Linked DNA regions of Sus scrofa: region 1 is linked to region 2. Evidence: chromatin contacts called from public HiChIP or PLAC-seq data. All regions are on one chromosome and are shown on one strand. The core of a region is the stretch at or near the end of the contact, and the rest is flanking DNA. Distances in the headings are between cores, read along the strand shown. Region 1 overlaps SEC24D (protein transport protein Sec24D). Region 2 overlaps SEC24D (protein transport protein Sec24D).

Region 1 (6,540 bases), core at 3,275-5,774, 260 kb after region 2:
TATAGCTCCGATTCGACCTCTAGCCTGGGAATTTCCATGTGCTGTGGGTGTAGTCCCCCTCCAAAAAAAGCAGTCTGCCTTATTTACATCTTGAAAGAAAAACTTAGTTGATGTGCCAAACCCTCTAATTGTCAAGCTTTTCTAAAAATGTTATTTTGAAGGAGATTTATAAAAACAAGAAGAAGCTTTGTGGTTTTATTCTGAAAGCCAGAAGGGTTGGGAAACAAGGCAGACTTCTAATGCTGAGCTTTTTCACTTTCAAGTTGTAAAAGATGTGTAATGGTTTCTATGTATGTTTATGAGGAAGAAGCAGTTGAAATACTTATTTTTTTGTTTTGGCAACACATAACCAGCCACGTTGAGAGTACTTCCTGAGACATGTTATCAGGGGACAATGAAACAGAAAAGGCAGAATCAGCTTCCTTGCCTAAATAAGTGAACATTGTTGCATATTTCTTCAGAGAGTTGCCATTTTGAAGAAATATTTTGTGTCCTACAATGAAACTATCTAAACAGCACACCACTGTGCAAACTAGAGCTTTTACAATCAGACCCAATTCCTTTCTTTCTTTATACTTAACAAACTTTCCAAAATATGTGCTACAAAGTGTTTAGGACATTTCAACATAGGCTTAATTAATTATTTATTACCATCACAATATATTTCTCTTTCCATCTTTGCACATGTAGGTAAATATACGTACACACATATACATAAATCGACATATGTGCTTATAAATTAGATGTACATTTAAGTTAATTTTTGTTTGGGAATTACCTTTCAGTATCAAGATAGGCATCCTTACTCCCCTGGTGAACACTAGTAGTTGAGTTCCTTAGAGCCCAGGGTTTTCAAATGACAACGAATATGTAGGATCTCTAAAATAACCTAGAAATCCTCTACCCACGTGTATCTTACTTGTGCTTGCTTCCTGTAGACACCCCTCTACTTGGTCAATCATGGGGAGACTGGACCAGTCAGATGCAACAGGTGCAAAGCCTACATGTGCCCGTTCATGCAGTTCATTGAGGGAGGAAGGAGGTACCAGTGTGGATTTTGCAGCTGTGTGAATGATGGTAAGTGGCAGCAACTCATGCGCTCAGGGACAGCTCTGTAGTAAACAGAATACAAGCTACATTTCTTGGCCTGGGAAAAAATATATGTATCTGGAGTTCCCGTCGTGGCTCAGTGGTTAGCGAATCCGACTAGAATCCATGAGGTTGCGGGTTCAATCCCTGTCCTTGCTCAGTGGGTTGAGGATCTGGCGTTGCCATGAGCTGTGGTATAGGTCGCAGACGCGGCTTGGATCTGGCGTTGCTGTGGCTCTGGCATAGGCTGGCAGCTGCAGCTCTGATTAGACCCCTAGCCAGGGAACCTCCATATGCTGCAGGAGTGGCCCAAGGAATGGCAAAAAGACCAAAAAAAAAAAAAAAAAAAAAGTATACATGTATGTATCTGTTACAGTTCTCACACCCTAGCTTTTCCTCAACACATTCAAGAGTAGCTCAAAGGAATGACACGACAGGGAACAATCTCTCAGTCTTGTCTTCTGCAGACATAAGAGGTAACATTTCATTTTGCCTTCAGCTGAGGCTTTATGGAAAGGAATTGCGAAATGAAGTGACTTCTCTACTTTTTTATAGGAAACATAACAACTTCCCTGTGGGACTCAGGCATTTATATGAGGCTAAGAGGGGCTCGGATGTCCTAAACTGAGTATATTCTGGTTGGTTTCCTTTCAAGGAAATGATGAAGAAGAACTTTCTTTTATCTCTATTTATCTATGTTGACAGAAGATAAACTTGAGAGACTGCCCCCTCTTTCACCATTCCTCTGAACTGTTCTTCAATATAAGTTCATTGGTATTTAGGAAAAGCTCATGTATAATTGAGAGCTTTAACGGGTATATAATTTTTTTCCCTCCAAGATGAATGTCCGATTGTTTAAGAAAGAAGAAAACATTTTTACGAAGGACTGTCCCAGATTTGCTGTATTTTCAGCTTCATTCCAGTATGAATTTGCAGATGTTGGAAAAAATGGCCAGCTTGCCAAAAGTGCTTACATTTATCGTATTTATAACATGTCTCTATTTTTAGTTCTTTGGTGTCAAATAAAGCAGATTCTGAGGCTGAGAACATTCCCACATTCGTTTACACTTGCAGAGTTCTTCCAGAGCCAGGGGATGATTATGAGAGCGTGAGGCGTTTGTGTGTTACCCTGTTTCTTATCTTCATAACCACCCTCCCCTGCAGGGCACTAGGAAAGCATAGCACTCTGCCCGGGAGCCAGGTCTCCTGTGGGTGCTGGATGCTCCCTAATGACAAGGGAGCCCAGACCCAGTTTCTGCCCGTGTCATCTTGTTCATGGCCTCTGAGCCCCAAGAGTCTTCTCTGGTGGGAGACTGGTCTCATTGTTTGCCTGCCCCCTTACACAGTCCACGGCTTTGCCCAGCTCCTAGTGCTGGCGAGGCACTGGGTAAAGCTTTCTCATGAGGACCTTTGGTCACTTCTTAAAAATACCTTGCTGTGGAATAGATTCTTTGGTTTCCAGCATCATCTCAAAGACTGGGTTATGGTCCTCTTGGAAGTTCTCTCTGCTTGCTCTGACTGTGGCATCTACTCAATACCAACAGGATATACTCGTGAGACTGGATTCTGTTGGTTCTCCCTGTCACCACCACCCCCTGCCCCAGACTTCTCTTTCTAAGGAAGATCTTATTCCATCTCTCAGCCTGGATGAAACCTGCAACCAAATCCTGGGCTATCACACAATCTCAGGACCTGGATTTCAGGAACCCTATGACCACACACCTCCCTGTGTTTTGGTTTTGGAGGAAAAAAGTCTTGAGACAGCAGAGGCCTCTCCTGAAGCATTTTGATGAATGTCTCCACCAAGGTCACCAGATCCTCAAGGTCTTCACTCAGGCCCTCAACTTTCTTAGCAGGGTGATCAAAAATTTATCAAGGATCTGTCCACTGAGATCATCTGAGATCTTCAGTTTAGCATGACTCTCTGGCCTCACACTTGAAGTGCCATCTCCAAGCCTTAAAAGGTCCTGACACTTCCTGGTAGGGAAAAAAAAAAACTACTCAGAGTTCTTCTACACAAAATTCCCCTCTCTTGGGAGCCACTCCTAGGAAGCTGCCATGTTCATTTTCTAATAGGGTTATTCATATTAGACTGCAATATTTACTCCCACAAGGAGGCCAGACTCCCTTAGGTTTCCACTGACACCTACATTCTTCATTTGGGTTTAAAGAAGGCACACATTTGGAGTTAGAAAGAACCCAGCAGGCTTGGTTACGTGACTCCTCTCTGTTTCCCTTCAAGGTATCCGGACATTGCACAGTGGGAAGCATATGAGGCCAAAAGACACACTGGAAGATGGGTATCATGTGGCAGTGCATAATTTATGGGGAGCATGAATTCTGGTTTATAAAACATGGCAGATAAATGCTAACAGACATAAAATTAATTTTAAGGGGAAACTTTTTTTCGCATATTATAGGCAGGTGTGTGAATGAAAATAAATTGTAGAAGCTGTGTAGAAGCCACCACCCCGATGCATCCTAGAATACCAATGCATCGTCCAACTCATCTAAACATAACACGATAGCAATTTAAGGCCCTCATAGCCTTCTGTTCTCCTTTTTTTTTAAGGGCCGCACTCATGGCATATGGACGTTCCCAGGTTAGAAGTCCAATCAGAGCTGCAGTTGCTGGCCTATGCCACAGCCACAGCAAGTCCAGAACCGAGCTGCGCCTGCGACCTACGCCACAGCTCACTGCAACACCGGATCCTCAACCCGCTGAGTGAGGCCAGGGATCAAATCTTCATCTGCATGGATACTAGTTGGGTTCGTAACCCGCTGAGCTGCAGCAGGAACTCCCTCTTATGGTTTTCTTAGCTCAGCTGAGGCCATCAGTTTCTCACTTCCATAACCTTTTCAAGACCTTGAATTTTCCAGATTCAGAGATCCGTATGTACTTAAGAGTCTTGTTTAAAAAGAAGTGGCTCTGGCGTAGGCCAGTGGCTACAGCTCCGATTCGACCCCTAGCCTGGGAACCTTCATATGCCATGGGAGCAGCGCAAAGAAATAGCAAAAAGACTAAATAAATAAATAAATAAATAATAAAAAATAAAAAGAAGTGGCTATGTGATGATAAGAAAGTGGGAAAAAATTCAAGCCTTAGTGATATTTTCAGTCCAAACTAAGAAAAAAATCCTGTTGTAATCTGTGTGTTAGTTCACAGCTAAAAATAAAGAATACTGAGTTGTTGGTTTTAAAACAAAAGTCATTACTTCTGTTATTTTGCAAATGAAGTTGTTGTTCATTATGAAATGCTTGAAACCAGAGCATTCCTGTTTATTCAGATACTTCTATTGTCAGTGGTTTAATGGCCAGCCCTATTAATCTCAGGGCAATGGGAGTTCGTTTTCACAGAGATACCAGGCCATATTTGTCCAAGTGTTCAGTGTGTGACTCATAAGTGTTTCTGTGCTATTGGATGACTTCCAGGTCTTTGCCAGAACTAACCTTCTTAGACATTTGAATCAAATTAAGAGTTCCTCGGCCGAGAGCTTAGTGGTGTAGTCTTTCCCTAATACAGTAATCCTCTCTGCTCTGAAGCCCAAACATTAAAGATTACCATGCAAACTCCCCATGGCTGAAGACATTTCTTAATTAAAGGATAATAAATACTATAGCTCATAGTATAGTCCAAGTAACCAATGTATATTTGCTGGCACAATGAAAATTTAAATAGAAAAGCCAGAATTCTTTTTAAAAGAGGTAATTAAACAGGGACAATTGTTTCAATTGTGACAATTTAAAAACACTGGTATTTTTATCCCCTATTTCTCTATAATGATCTAAATCATTAATGTTCTTTGTCATCAATAACTGTGGAAGGGTTAAGAGGATATTTTAGAAAACCCTCATTCTTTCTAAGACATGCTTTTTAATATGGATATTTAGAATATACTGCATTCCAGCTTTACAATATTTTTTTCTCATAGTAACTCCTTTCTTCCCATAGTAAATTTTGAAAACTGACTAAATCGTCTGTGTTATAAAAACAAAATATTTCCTTTCCTATTTTGTTTTTGTTAGTTCCGCCATTCTATTTCCAACATCTGGACCACATTGGAAGAAGACTGGACCACTACGAGAAGCCAGAGCTATCTCTAGGATCTTATGAATATGTTGCTACTTTGGATTACTGCAGAGTAAGTGTTCCCAGGACTTGTGTGTTTATATACAGATGTCAAATACAAGTGCCTAATTTTCACTTGTAATGAACTAACTCTTAATTCACAAACAAAGCATGTTGTGGTGCCATGAGGATGAAGAAATGCCTAAGACACAGATCAAGCCTTCTAGGCTGTGAACATGATTAACAACCAGGCCATCCGCTGCAATGATCTTTTTAAAAACTAAGAAGTGGTGGCAGAAGTATAAAATAATTTTATGTCCCTAGCAGATAGAATATGCTAGGTTCTTAATGCAGCAGTTCCATATCGTACCTCTGACTTGTTTTGTCAGTCATCTCAGAAAAACTTCCCTTCTAAGACAAAAACTCAGCCACTATGGTCAGTAAGACTCTGGGCATGTTTCTGTAGCTCCTCTCTCTACTCCATTTGTCACCTCAGTAATGTAAGGCTCTCAGAATCTCCCTTAGATTGTTTCAGCAGACTGGGATCCTGGGCTCTGGTTTCCTTGCTTTAACATGTAACCATGAGACTATAATGAAACACGATGAATGATTTTAGAGGAGTACAGGGTGGGTAGGAAGGATATAGATATGGAAGATCAAGCAAGATCTCAGGATTTGCCAGCTCTGTAGGATTGAGTAGATTCTTATGGGTTTTATTCCAGAGGGTTTGGACACTGTCTCACAGGTAACAGAGGACCAAAGTGTTGTCTAAGCAGAGTGGTTATCTTTTAAGGAGAAAACTCATGAGATATGGGGGGCAGGGAATAGGGGCAGGGGAAAGAGAGATGAGATCAGCAAGCAGTGACAAAAGGACCAGTCAGGAGGCTGTTCACTGAATTAACTTTGAAGAGAAACCTAAAAATTACATTTATGCTTTGGCCTCTGCTGCAGGAGAAAACATTTGCTCAGAGCAATAAAAATGAGCTTTCAGGTTTAATAAAATAAAATGTAACCTGAAAAGAAAAAGAAGAAGAAAAAAATGTTACTATGAGACTCTTTCTTCTACCTTAATCTAAAAAATTAAATTCAGAAACTTAACTGGCCTCATAAGACCGTTAACTGTTGGACCCCAGGCTACCACCTCAGCTGTATCTTCAGTTGTGTGGAACTCTTTCCCCCCATACTCTGAATTCATCACTCTCCATACAACTACATACTTTAAGATACTCTTCTGACCCAACTACCTTTCCATCCTCCCATGTATCCCACCCAGAAAACCCCTACTTATTCTCTAATCTCTGGCTGAAAGTTTATCGTGTGTGTGTGTGTGTGTGTGTGTGTGTGTGTGTGTGTGTGGCGCACGCGTGCGTGCATGCATGCTT
Region 2 (5,972 bases), core at 3,277-5,776:
TACTATAGCAAATTTTGCTACATGTGCCACTCATTTATTCAAAGGACCTCATTTCTTATTATTTCCCTAACCATGCCTCATCCCCAAGTTCACTGTCATTTTGATATAGAGATAGGTAGTTATTGACTATCCAATTGTTAAACAATTGTTTCACTTTCAGTATTGATTCATGCAAATGCATAGATAAATTAACAAAAGCCTTATAAATTAGCACCAAACAGTTCAACCCTCTAAGCCACTTTGGATGGCTTCCAACCCTCCTAAGCCTAAAATGAATGATAAATTCTTCTGGAGGTACTAACATGTCTAGGCCTTCATAAATACACATTTGAGATTAAGAGATCATTCAGTAATATATACGTCTGAAGTTCTTAAGCAACTATCCATAAAAAAAAAAAAAAAGAAAAATGCTGAAGAAGGGGTAGGAAAAAAAATGTTACAAGTGCTAATCTATTTGTAAAAAGATTCCTTCCTTAGGAGTTCCCATTGTGGCTCAGTGGTTAACAAATCTGACTAGGAACTATGAGGTTACAGGTTCGATCCCTGGCCTCTCTCAGTGAGTTAAGGATCCAGCATTGCCATGAGCTGTGGTGTAGGCTGCAGATGCGGCTTGGATCTTGCATTGCTGTGGTGTAGGCTCTCAGCTACAGCTCCAATTAGACCTCTAGCCTGGGAACCTCCATATGCCTCGGGTGTGGCCCTAGAAAAGACAAAAAAAAAAAAAAAAAGACTATAAAAGATTCTTTACTTATACCTGTCAAAAAGCTCCTCTCCAATCTGTTTTGATCTATTTCTTAAATATTATGAGACTTTTTCTGATAGTAGTGTGCAGATTTTCCAGTGAATGGTTGTTTCCTTGTTTTACTCTTGTTCTTAATCTTGCTTCTCTCAGTATTGGTAAATCTAATGGAGAAAAGTCCCACTTTTATTTAGCCTTTTTTTTAGGGCTGGACCCATGGCATATGGAAGTTCCCAGGCTAGCGGTCCAATTGGAGCTGTAGCTGCTGGCCCCACAGCCACAGCAACAGCAACACTGGATCCCAGCTGCATCTTCAACCTAGCCCATAGCTCCTGGCAACACCGGATCGTTAACCCACTGAGCAAGGCTAGGGATGGAACCCACATCCTCATGGATACTGGTAAGGTTCTTTACCACTGAGCCATGAAGGGAATTCTAGTAGGTTCCTTTTAAAGTATAATTAGTAGATCAGCAATCATTGACCAGCTAGAATCACACACCTAGTGGCCTAGGCTAAAGCTTTTGTGTGTTTTAGCTGGGAGGAAACTTATTTCCCAATTCTTTCATTTAAAGGGCCTGAAGGGTTGAGTTCCTGTTGTGGGTCAGGGGTAACAAACCCAACTAATATCCATAAAGACACGGGTTCGATTCCTGGCCTCACTCAGCGGGTTAAGGATCTGGTGTTGCTGTGAGCTGTGGTGTAGGTCACAGACGCTGCTCAGATCCGGCATCGCTGTGGCTTTGTCATAGGTCGGCAGCTGTAGCTCTGATTTGACCCCTAGTCTGAGAACTTCCATATGCCTCAGGTGCAGCCCTAAAAAAAAAGACAAAAAAATAAAAATAAAAAATAAATGGCCTGAGGGGAATGGGAGTTGGGGGAGCAGCTCTCACAGTTTCTCTCTGTGAGTCAAATCCTCCCACATGAAATGCAACTTTAATGTTACAATTACTTGTCTAAACCAGTACATTTTTTTTTCTTTGCAAAAGATGTGGTCTAGATGAGATAAAATGAAGTCTGACAATATAGTGCATCTCCACAATACACTGGTAATTAAACATCTATGCATTATTCACAAAGTAGGATTTTGGTTTTGACCATGGTTGACAGTGGGTAGAACATTATAGAAGTTGGAAAGAAAAATGACAAACAAAATAAAGTTTGAATAGTGAAAGTAAAGAAGATAAATACAAAATGGTTCTTTGTAAAAGCTTGCTTTTTGTATGAATGCACAATACCTGGGACATAATTTTATAAAATGGAATATGTGCATTTTAACATGATGGAGATATAGTGAATCAGGTGAAACCATAAGCAAGGGGCAGTAAAAGTTCTGCTTTGCAGCACTGCAAGCCCTTTTCTTACTTCAGGGTGCCTGATGGCTGCCCCAGGACTAAAGGTGTCTCCAAGTTTCATAGTGCTCTCCATTTTCAGGACGCACTGTGTGTGAGGATACCAAGAATTATAATCACACTTTACAGACATTGGAACCAAAGCAAATCCTCTAGCCAGGGCTTTAAGGAAAGAAAAATTATTCTCTAACCTCCTAAGTTCTGCAGGATTTCCTGTTGTGGCTCATCGGGTTAGGAACCCAACTAGTACCCATGAGGATGCAGGTTCAATTCCTCGCCTTGCCCAGTGGGTTAAGAATCTGGCATTGCCATGAGCTGTGGTGTAGGTTGACAGACACAGCTTGGATTCGGCGTTGCTGTGGCTGTGGTATAGGCCGGCAGCTGCAGGAGCTCTGATTCATCCCCTAGCATGGGAACTTCCATATGCTGCAGGTGCGGCCCTAAAAAAAAAATTTAATTTTAAGATACTCTTCCTTTCTTCAAATATTCTGGAAATTAAAATAATAAGGAACAAATTTTGTCTTGTGAGCTTTTAAACTGACCCTGTTTTTTTGTTTTTTTGGTTTTTTTTGCGGGGGGGGGTTGTCTTTTTAGGGCCGTGGCATATGGAAGTTCCCAGGCTAGGGGTCAAATCGGAGCTGCTGCAGCTGCCAGCCTACACCACGGCCACAACAACGCTGGATCCGAGCCATGTTTGTGATCTACACCACAGCTCATGGCAACACTGGATCCCTAACCCAGTGATCGAGGCCAGGGATCGAACCTGCATCCTCATGGATGCTAGTCAGATTCATTTCCCTTGGACCACTATGGGAGCTCCCAATCTGGCCCTGATTTTTCAAAGCATTGAACTACATCAAAATACTCATGAAACTTAAAAACCCAAATGTTTTTAAGGAGCTATTTATATATAGAATTATAAAATCTTAGAGATGGAAAAAATTTTAGAGATCCTGCAATCGAGCTTGCATGAGGTTCGAGAGTTCCTTCTACAACACACCTGATAGGCATTGCAGTGGAAAAGCACAGGATGTGAAAACAGATAAACCTGGATTCTCCTGGTGAGTCTGCCACCTTACTGGCTGGGTGATTCTGGGCAATTTCTTAAGCTCTCTGAGCTTTAGATTCCTTATCAATTAGAAAAAATGAGGATAATTTAGTGGCGGAGTGGCACAATTCATCTACATTGCCAACCACAGTTGTTGACTACCCACTCCTTACCACAGCCTTGGCCTGACAACCTGCACCCGATTTTGCCTGAAGTTATGGCAAGGACCAAGTAACCATACAGAGCAGAGTTCCCTCCATCTAGCACTGAGTCATCTTCTTTTTCTCTCCTCCCTTCCCCTCTCCTATTGCTGTACCTGGGAGCTTTGGATAGGAGATAGTGAGCCCCTCATGACTGAGGGCAGGAGAACTTGCTGGAATAAAGTTGTTGTGTGAATTAAATACATGTATTAAGGCCCTTAACACATTTGAAATTTCTAATATGTATGTTAGTTCTTTCTCTATCCCTTCCCCCAAGTTGTTGAAGCTTTCTTAAGTTAAACTGAAATTTACTATCTTGTAACTGCCATTCATTAGTCCTGTTTTTCTTTTTCACCAATGAAGACCTTTAATCTCTCATCCATATCAAACTTCCTCAAATATCCAGCTCTTCTACCTCCTCCCACTGGTAAATGTACGAACATATCTCCTCTTACAGAACCTCCAGACACCTCACCATCCTTTTTGTTTTAGAAATAAACTTTAGTGCATCAAAGGCCTGAAAACAATACTCTCAATGGGATCAAAGCTGTACTCAGTGGGTCCACCTCTCCCTTTGTTCTGTTTAAGCAGCCTCTAAGGTTTAAGCAGCCTCTGACTGATTTTGTCAATCCACCACACCATTCGTTCATTTAAATGTGAAGTTCAAACAAAAGTACTGGGATATTTCCCTGTGCTCCATAAATGTTTTGAGGATTTTACAATCATATTTGTTTTCATTTTAAAAAAGCTAATTAGCATTCAAAGTGCTTCAAAATTCTCCTTTAGTCTAGATCCCAAAATAAAAATGTTTTCATTACTGCCAGAGAGATTTCAGTTTGTTATTAGTAAGAACATTTTTGATTGGAGATAAGAGACTCTACCGCCCTACGGCCAAGGGAAGTCATACAATCCCTTTCCCCAGAGATAAGAAAAATCAGCCAAAGAATTTTGTACAGTCTCTAGATGATAAAATTGTATCATTCTATACCTAGAAATATTTATTCTCAGGCTTGATTAGAAGCAGAGGGCCAGATAAAATCACATCTCAAAGTCCTCTTTATTCTTCTATTTAAAAAACAAATTTAGAAGACTTTTTAAAGCAAATTATTTGCAACACGTTTTTAGAATGGCTGCCTGTGACGCACTCTGATCAGGAAGAGAGTTTGCTGCCACCTCCTGGGCCCCTAGAATAAAGTCATCAACATCAGCGCTTCAGGGCCTGTTCCTTCAGACAGGGCATCAAGAGCATTTGAAAGCAGGTGCTGTTTACAATTCTGGCTGTCCCTGATTGGATGAACTGGAAAACTATTCATGAGTTTTAAAGAATAAAGTCTACTTCAGTGTTTTTTGTTTTTTTGGCCACGTCCACCACATGTGGAAGTTCCTGGGCCAGAGATCGATCCCATGCCACAGCAGCAATCTAGCTACTACAGTGACAACACCAGATCCTTAACCCACTGTGCCACAAGGGAACTCCTGACTTCAGTGTTTTGTGTGTTAGAAAGTTGTTTTCAAAGTGCAGTTCACAACCATTGATATCAGAATCACCCGGGGTATATATATAAAAAACAAATTCCTGGGCCCCACCCAGAGCTACTAAATCAGAATTTCCCTGGGGAAAGGGGAATCAATTTTCCCTTGGGACCAAAAGTTGGAAAACTATATGTTAGGATACTCTGAGGGCAATAGTTTGCTAACACTAAATCCCTGTATATAAAGGCAATAACATTAGTTAGTGAATTGAAGTGTTAAATTTTAAATCAAAAGTTCTAAGTGATATATTTTGCTTTGCTCTTTATTTCAGTAATACCACCTGAAATGGATTGTAACATTTTGTTGGATATTTTATAATGTAGAATTCAAAATCTATTTAGCTCCTATTAAATTTACATGAAGGAATATAATTGACATCACTGATAAGCATTAACAAGTAGTCCAGGAGTTTTCATTGTGGCTCAGTGGGTTAAGAACCTGACTACTACCCATGAGGATGCTGGTTCAATCCCTGGCCCCATTCAGTGGGTTAACCATCCAGTGTTGCTCCAACCTTATGGTGTAGATCACAGATACGGCTCGGATCTGGCATTGCTGTGGCTGTGGGGTATGCCAGCAGCCACAACTCCAATTCAACTCTGGCCCAAGAGCTTCCATATACTGAGGGTACCGCTATTAAAAAAAAAAAAAAAAAGTAGTCCAGTGGTCCAGACCATCAATAAACTATAAGTATGATTAAAAAACAAACTTATTGTGTAGGGTTTGTATGATCCTTTAATTAGCATTTTATTTATATCAGTCCAGCCTTTTCCTTAGTGATTTTTAGCTCTAGAGGATGGTTTTGTGAACACTTCTTTATCAATCTGAGTTATGCTAGCAGAAAGAACTAATGCAATGCAAGAAAGAGACCTAGTTTTTTTCTTTTTAAGAAAAAAATGTAATTAAATGTCACAAAAGGAAAACTGAACTAAATAAATTTAACTGTATTTGAAACAAAAGCAATTTTGAATTCTGATAAAATTTTCAGAGTCTCAATGTGTTGTGATTTTTTCTTTCTTCACAATCAGTCCTAATTTCTGCTTCTGACTCAGAGGATTCTAGAAGTACCAGAAAACCCACAAAAATTCCCTGGGTTTGAAGG

The links. HiChIP or PLAC-seq counts read pairs in DNA pulled down with a chosen protein or histone mark.
Region 1: a contact with region 2 is called in an H3K27ac HiChIP or PLAC-seq map of skeletal muscle, with 2.3 times the contacts expected there. The contact joins two enhancer-like sites. A contact is called at or near these places in 2 of 47 Hi-C or Micro-C datasets (heart right ventricle and skeletal muscle) and 1 of 2 datasets of contacts at active chromatin or transcription factors (skeletal muscle).

The regions. Positions count from the first base shown.
Region 1 is chr8:104,954,312-104,960,851 of Sscrofa11.1, forward strand. SEC24D (protein transport protein Sec24D) reads left to right here. Exons shown (of 26, transcript XM_021100700.1): 12 at 939-1,077; 13 at 5,116-5,231. Among named protein-coding and RNA genes, the nearest start is that of METTL14, 96 kb to the right of the region's middle. Within about 2 kb of position 4,525, at least 33 of the 83 cell types and tissues checked have an H3K27ac peak or open chromatin away from gene starts, as enhancers often do. A contact at or near this core is called in skeletal muscle, where this site is marked.
Region 2 is chr8:104,694,860-104,700,831 of Sscrofa11.1, forward strand. All of the region lies in intron 2 of SEC24D (protein transport protein Sec24D), which reads left to right. All of the region lies in intron 4 of SYNPO2 (synaptopodin-2), which reads right to left. Among named protein-coding and RNA genes, the nearest start is that of MYOZ2, 89 kb to the left of the region's middle. Within about 2 kb of position 4,527, at least 33 of the 83 cell types and tissues checked have an H3K27ac peak or open chromatin away from gene starts, as enhancers often do. A contact at or near this core is called in skeletal muscle, where this site is marked.